2 separate regions of the Mus musculus genome follow, and region 2 is linked to region 1. A link is a contact called in public HiChIP or PLAC-seq data. All regions are on one chromosome and are shown on one strand. Each heading gives the region's core, a stretch centred on a gene start, on an enhancer-like site or on the middle of the called end of the contact. The rest is flanking DNA. Distances are from core to core; before and after follow the strand shown. Region 1 holds the start of Lypd2 (Ly6/Plaur domain containing 2). Region 2 holds the start of Ly6c1 (lymphocyte antigen 6 complex, locus C1).

Evidence for each region. HiChIP or PLAC-seq counts read pairs in DNA pulled down with a chosen protein or histone mark.
Region 2: a contact with region 1 is called in a FOXA1 HiChIP or PLAC-seq map of pancreatic cancer cells. The contact joins the promoter of Ly6c1 here to the promoter of Lypd2 in region 1. A contact is called at or near these places in 8 of 39 promoter capture datasets (the 3T3-L1 cell line, 3T3-L1-derived adipocytes, the C10 cell line and 5 more), 2 of 15 datasets of contacts at CTCF or cohesin (the NIH/3T3 cell line and large pre-B cells), 5 of 115 datasets of contacts at active chromatin or transcription factors (kidney, large pre-B cells, microglia and 2 more) and 2 of 9 other capture datasets (adipose tissue and liver).

The regions. Positions count from the first base shown.
Region 1 is chr15:74,732,783-74,736,096 of GRCm38.p6, reverse strand. Lypd2 (Ly6/Plaur domain containing 2) reads left to right here and starts at 1,784. Exons shown (of 3, transcript NM_026671.1): 1 at 1,784-1,867; 2 at 3,011-3,130. The coding sequence starts at 1,810. Gm33124 (a long non-coding RNA gene) reads right to left here and starts at 1,216. Exons shown (of 3, transcript XR_384182.2): 1 at 1,180-1,216.
Region 2 is chr15:75,047,329-75,050,642 of GRCm38.p6, reverse strand. Ly6c1 (lymphocyte antigen 6 complex, locus C1) reads left to right here and starts at 1,806. Exons shown (of 4, transcript NM_010741.3): 1 at 1,806-1,858; 2 at 2,119-2,201; 3 at 3,174-3,290. The coding sequence starts at 2,132.

The sequences.
Region 1 (3,314 bases), core at 535-3,034:
GAGGCCCTGGGCCCAAGGACAGAAAGGAGCTGAGCTGAGTTGGGTGCGGTGGAGAAATCGGGTTTGACCAAAGGACACACATGGGTGTGAATTGGGGCTGTCTAATCCAGTTAACCTCAGCCCATCCGTCCCCACAGCTGTGTGGTCACAGCCATTCGTGGTGAATGATTTGCAAAATCAGACAGGCTTGGGATGCCACCCGGCTTGCTAGGTGACCTTGTCTTAGTCAATTAACTTCTCAGAACCTAGTTTCTTTATCCACTCTAAAATTAATTAGTGCTCTGTCCCTCCAGAACTGTCACAAGGAAAAATACAGTTGGCAGGCTGAGCGTCTGACTCATGCCAGGCTAGGAAAGCCCTGGGAAGTACAGAGGTTGGTCCAGAGCCTAGGCAAATGAGGACCTTCCCATGCAGGGTGAAGCCAGACCCCAGTGGAGCTCCTGAGGGCAGTGGCAAGAGTGGACATACCTTGCTGGGGGCATAACAAGAACAAAGCCAGAGTAGGAGTAAGGTTGGGATGCTGGACAAAGAGACACCTGGGAAGCCCAGCAACAGTGTGGTCTTTACCACTAGCAGAGTCAGGCAGGTAGATATGCTCCCCACCCCTACATGTCTCAGCTGGGACAAGCTACTCTAGGAAGATACCTGTGGGAAATCAGGACGAGCCAGGTGCTGCCAGGTCATGGGGATCCCTGTCATAGCATTCTGTCTAGGGCAAGGACACTACACTCTACACATACACACACACACACACACACACACACACACACACACACACACACACACACACACACACAGAGAGAGAGAGAGACAGACAGACAGACAGACAGACAGACAGACAGGCAGACCTGATGCTATGGTGACCCCCACCCTTAAAATTATGTTTGTTGCTACTTCATAACTGTAATTTTGCTACTGTTATGAATCATAATGTAATTTTTTTTTAAAGATAGAGGATTGACAAAGGGATCAAGACCCACGGGTTTCGAATTGCTGTCCCTACCTCTTGACCTTCAGTGGAGAGAGGAAGGAGGAGGTGGAGGGGCCCAGGAAAGTCCTGCCTAAGATCAGCCTATGAGCCATTGGAGATCAAGGTGTGCAGACAAGCCGAGAGTGGATGGCCCTCCAGGAAACATGAAACAGTGTCCCCCAAAGCAACCCTGGGCCTCCCCAGCTCACCCATCCTCCAAAACACCTTCCTGTTGATCAAGCAAGTTCTGTCTTTGTTCCTTAGGCCTTTGAGTAAACTCTGGGCTGGTTGTCAGTGGCAATTTGGCACACCCCACCTTCCCCCTGACCACTTCAGAGGAGCTGGGAGGTGCAAGATCATCTTGGAAAGATTCCATCCAAGAGCTGCTGGGCCAAAGCTCTGGAGAAGGCCACAAGGTAAAAGCTCTTTACCACAGCTGGAAAAGTGCAGGAGAGCCCAGCTCCCATTGTCCCATTCTGTGCAGCCTGAAGACCCCTGACCTGTCCTGGAAGAAGGAATCTGGAAGATTTTCTTGGCTAGGAGTTGTAGGGTGGTGTGGAAGGGTCCCCAGTGGGAAAAGAAAGACGACCCATAACCTATGGGGAGGAGAGGGGCCTGGGAAGGGTGGAACAGCAGCTTTGAGGGGTGGAGCTCGAACAGTCTGAGAGGGCTGGGTAGGGTCCGAGGGAGCCCCAGGGAGCCCTGGGGAATGGGGTGTGGGTGAGGAAGCAGGGCAGGCCCTCCAGAAATCTGATCCTCCTCTAATCTGCTTAGCCAACCGGTCAGACCACCGCTGTAGGCATTTCCCCACCAGGCAGGCCTGAGTGAGGACCTCGACCATGCAGGGGACCTGGATGGTGCTGTTGGCACTGATATTGGGCACCTTCGGGGAGCTTGGTGAGCATGGGGGAGCACGGGAGCGGGCCCCAGGACTATTCTCAGAGAGAGTTTCTCATGGGGGAGTTTCAGAGAAGGAGAACGCTGAGCCGGGACCGGCCAGGCGGGCAGAAGCCGGCACCAAAGCCCTAGGTGCCAGCGGAGAGCCTCAGGATACTGGTGTGTTTGCTAGTGCAAGCCTTTCAGCAGGAGAAGAGGGGAGATCTCGGATGCTGGGGCAGATGGCCTGGGACTCTGGATATGATGGACATGTAATTGGGGAAAGGACATCCAGAAATATCCAGAGACAGGGTGAGACAAACAAGTGGCGACATGATGTTGACTGTCAGCCCGTTATGTGCTCAGTGATGAGGGCTCAAGCCAGGCTGTTCCATACAGTTCTTGGAGAGGTTGACTGAACCAGAGGCAGAGGCCCTACCAGGTCACTGTCTGTGTGGGGTTGGGGGAGGGATGACTTCCCTGTGTGTCTGAATTGATTGGAGACAAGCTAGGCTTCCTGGGGCTTCTGGGATTGGGTCTGGAATGCTAGCAAGACTGTACAGTGCCTTCCAGCCAGGCTCTACACCCGCAGCCCTCCCCTCAGGGAAGACACCTTTGCCAAGCTGGTACCTGTGAACTCCTCTGTGCAGCTCCCACCCAGTGTTCCAAGGACCTGCTTGTCTGACCCCCATGACAGGCAGCACTTCAGCAGAAGGGCATTTGGTGATGAGGAAGTGCAAGGGCGTCTGCCTTAACAATGTCTGCTCACACCGATCTGCGGTTGTGGTGTGCGCGTGAATGTACGTGTGTGTGCGCGCGCGTGCGCGTGTGCGTGTGCGCGTGTGCGTGCGTGTGCGTGTGCGCGTGTGCGTGTGCGTGTGCGTGTGTGTGTGTGTGTGTGTGTGTTTTGATGATTATTCCAAATCAGCTGTCCCCATCCTGGTCCCAGGCTGAGCCCACTATTCCAGGGGCACATTCTGTAAGACCCTGATTCAATGGTCATGTTGTCTCCCCTGAGCTTGGTTAGTGGGCATCTGGTCCCTGGTTAGTGTCCTTGTCTTCTGAGACTAAGCCTCCATGGCAGAGCAGGACATTGGGTGAAGACATTTTGGGCTTTTGAGACAGGAAGGCCTGTTCACTGCCCTCTCATCCCTCCTCTCCTAGCTATGGCCTTACAGTGCTACACCTGTGCGAATCCTGTGAGTGCATCCAACTGTGTCACCACCACCCACTGCCACATCAATGAAACCATGTGCAAGACTACGCTCTACTCCCTGGAGATTGGTCAGTAGGATCTGCGTGGGACAGAACTGGGATCCCCTTTTCTGACCACGGATCCCTGACCATCTGGGTCCCCACACAGCCTGCACCATCATCCCACCATTTCTGCCAAGAGACTTTCTGTCCAGGCCATTAGCCCCCACCCTTCCCCCTCTCCCCTCATCATGGGAGGCCCCTGAAGTTTTTC
Region 2 (3,314 bases), core at 557-3,056, 310 kb before region 1:
TGGGTGTGTTTTTGTCTTGCATGAAGACTTCTCTGCAGAGGGCCTGGCTTCTCTAGCACAAGCCTGGAAACATCTGGTACCTCTAACTCTAAGATTACTCAAGTACACTGTAGCCCTCTCCCAGAAGAGTTAATGTGAGTGGTCTGTCAGTAGAATGGGCAGTAGTCCACCACTAAGGGAAGCTAGCTCCCCAACAATGGGGCTGGGTGGAAACTGGAGGACTCATGAGAATTCCTAGTTTAAGACTTTTAGAGAAACAGTGCACGGCACTGTGGTTATATGGCCTTTGCCTCCAAAGAGAAGGTGATGGCCCCGTTGTCATCCTGGAGTAGGGATAATGTTGGCCCAGGAGCCCTGGCAATAAATAGAGTCAGAAGAGCAAAACAGCAACAGGTCTGTGATAATGGGCAGAACTCTCTATACTCAGAAGGGAATACTGTCACCTGGGGTTCCAGCCATGACTCCCTCCTGTTTTCCTCCAAGCACAAGTGCTCTCAGAAGATACTAGAATATAGAGGATACAGAGGATTTACTGAAAGAGGGACTCCGTGTACTGCTTTTATGATGGGGTGAGATTTGGTGGTGACTAAGCTGCTCAGAATTTATGCATATTCCTGTAAGTGACCTCACCCATCCTCTGGGGAAAAAAAAGCCTCATAACCTCATTGGGTGGTGACATTGGCAGGGATTATCACTTGGATCTTTCCTTGCCGCTTTTTCTTTGTTTGCAGAGGCTTGCTGTCTCCTGCTCTTTCTTTCACATACACTTCTTCATGCATGAGCCAATACCAAGCACAGCATGTGACAGAATTAGAGAGACAACATTTCTTGCTTGCTCTCTTCCTCCTACCACTGTGCTGGGTTATGCGGTGTTGGAGGCAAACTGTTTGCTTATATGATATATTATAGGGTAAGAAGGAAGGGGTTTTTAGTGGTGCTCGGGCAGAGGCCATGGAGTGTAAGCAGCCTTCCCTGCTTAAGTGGGGTGCGCTCAGCTTCACTGATGCTGTGGTCCATTTTGGGACTCAGTTGTCCTGTGAGCACAGCTGTTCATTTGCTGTGGTATCATCTCAGGATGATTTCCAGCTTAGGCCTCTACCTCTGTCCAGCACCCACAGCCCCATACATCCCCAAACACATCAGACACTGCTTGGTAACTTCCATCCCAGTTGCCAGTTAGTTCTTGCCTCAGGAATCTCACTTTGTGGATGCAAGAGCCTACTGGGGGCTTGCTCACCAGAGCCAGTCTTTAGGTATTTGTAAATTGTTTGCCTGCTTATAGGAAGGAGGGCCATTGGCTCTGAGCCACTGCAAACCATACCTTCTATTTAGAAACAGAAAAAAGCCAGGTAGTGGAGGCAGAAGTATCAGCGGCTGTTGTGCACCCCTTTGATTGCTGTGTGTTGGAGCCAGCCTGGTCTACTGATCAAGTCCTAGGACAGCCAAAGCTACACAGAGAAACTTTGTATAAAAAAAAAAAAAAGGCAAAAAAAAACCCCAAAATAAACAAACAAAAAACATGAAGCTAAACAAAACAATACTAGGAAAGGGCTGAGCAACTTGACTTCTTCCCTTGCTTTCTAGTTGGCAAGCACAAGTCAACTGTGGCCTCTGGCCCTCGGCCCTCTCAGTTCTCCTGCACCATGGTTCCTCCCCAACTGCTATAAATCTGGCTTGATCAGGTCACAAACAAATCTTGCTACCTCTTAACCAATAAACATGATGGCCTGGAAAAGGTTAAGTACTGAAACCCCTCCCTCTTCAGGATGCCAGCTGGGAGGAGCTGAAGGAAATTAAAGTACTTCAGTCCACATCTGACAGAACTTGCCACTGTGCCTGCAACCTTGTCTGAGAGGAAGTAAGGACTGGTGTGAGGAGGGAGCTGCTAGGTGACAAAGGGAAGAGCCCTCAGGATAGGGCTGGGGTTGGGAGTGTGGGATTAGGAAGGAAGAGCTGGGTGGGTGGTGGGTGAGAGAAGTAGGCAGACATGTATTCCTCAGGGAAAGCTGTGTGGAGGGTTGGAGGGAGGGAAGATTGGATGCCTGAGCCCTGTGAGAGCCCAGGGATGTGATTGGGGTCTATTAACTGGCTCCAACTTCCAAGGTTTTATCTGTGCAGCCCTTCTCTGAGGATGGACACTTCTCACACTACAAAGTCCTGTGTGCTCATTCTTCTTGTGGCCCTACTGTGTGCAGAAAGAGGTGAGGTAGAAAATGAGAGAGGGGCAGGAGGGTACAATGGAGATGGAAAAGGGCCTCAGGGTTGTGGGTACACCTACACTTCCATTGTGTGCCCAGTACCCGAGATGTGCTGGGGTCATGGGATTGGGAATGGTCTTGTGGTGGGTGAAGCCTCCTGTACTGGGATGCTTTACTGGGTCTGTAAACCTGCCAGTGCCTGCCTTGCAACAAACAAAATATGCCAGAAGGACTCTTGGAACAAACTACCTATGCCACAAACCTTGGCCACCAGAGCAGCCTGTCCTTAGACTCTACCCTGCTGCCCTGGCCTCCCAGTCAGGACTCTGGCCCATGTGCGCTTAAACTGGCAGAGGCTTCTCTTCCTAACCTGGCAGCCAAGTCAAGTGGTTTGCAATCCTTGATTCTTGGTTGGCATTTGCCTTTTTCTTATGCCCCAGCCCATTTTGTATGAGAGCTGGGTGCTACTCTAAGAGGTCTCAGCTCTCAGATACCCCTAGACTTCTAGTTACATCTGTGTTGCAGGAAGCCTTATGGTGAGCCTCAGTTTGAGCTGCACCCTGGGAAGTTCAGTGCTCTGTCATGCTCCAATACACAGGGTCCACCTCTGCACGTGTAGGGTAGGACAGGTCAGAAGAGGCCTCCCCATCTGGTGGCAGCACTACCTACTTACACACCCACTCACTGCTTCGGCAGACATTTGATATCTATGTCTTCCCAATATGGTGACTTTCTCTCTAATATCTCTTGGGGTGCACGTGTCTCCTATGGAGCTGGCTAGCTAGGACAGCAGTACCGAGCATATTTGAACAATGGTGGCTCTTGGTTCACTTTTGTTTTGGTGGAGGTGACTGTGCAGTAATGTCCTTGCTTTGACCTAGTGGCCAGCAGCTGTGTGCAAATAAAGACATTGGAGAGGAATGTCTGGGCTAGGAATTGCATGTCCTAGCTCTCATGTATTTACTTCTCTCTCAGCTCAGGGACTGCAGTGCTACGAGTGCTATGGAGTGCCAATTGAGACTTCCTGCCCAGCAGTTACCTGCCGCGCCTCTGATGGATTCTGCATTGCTCAAAACATAGAATTGATTGAGGGTAAGTTCCCTGTGACCTATATAA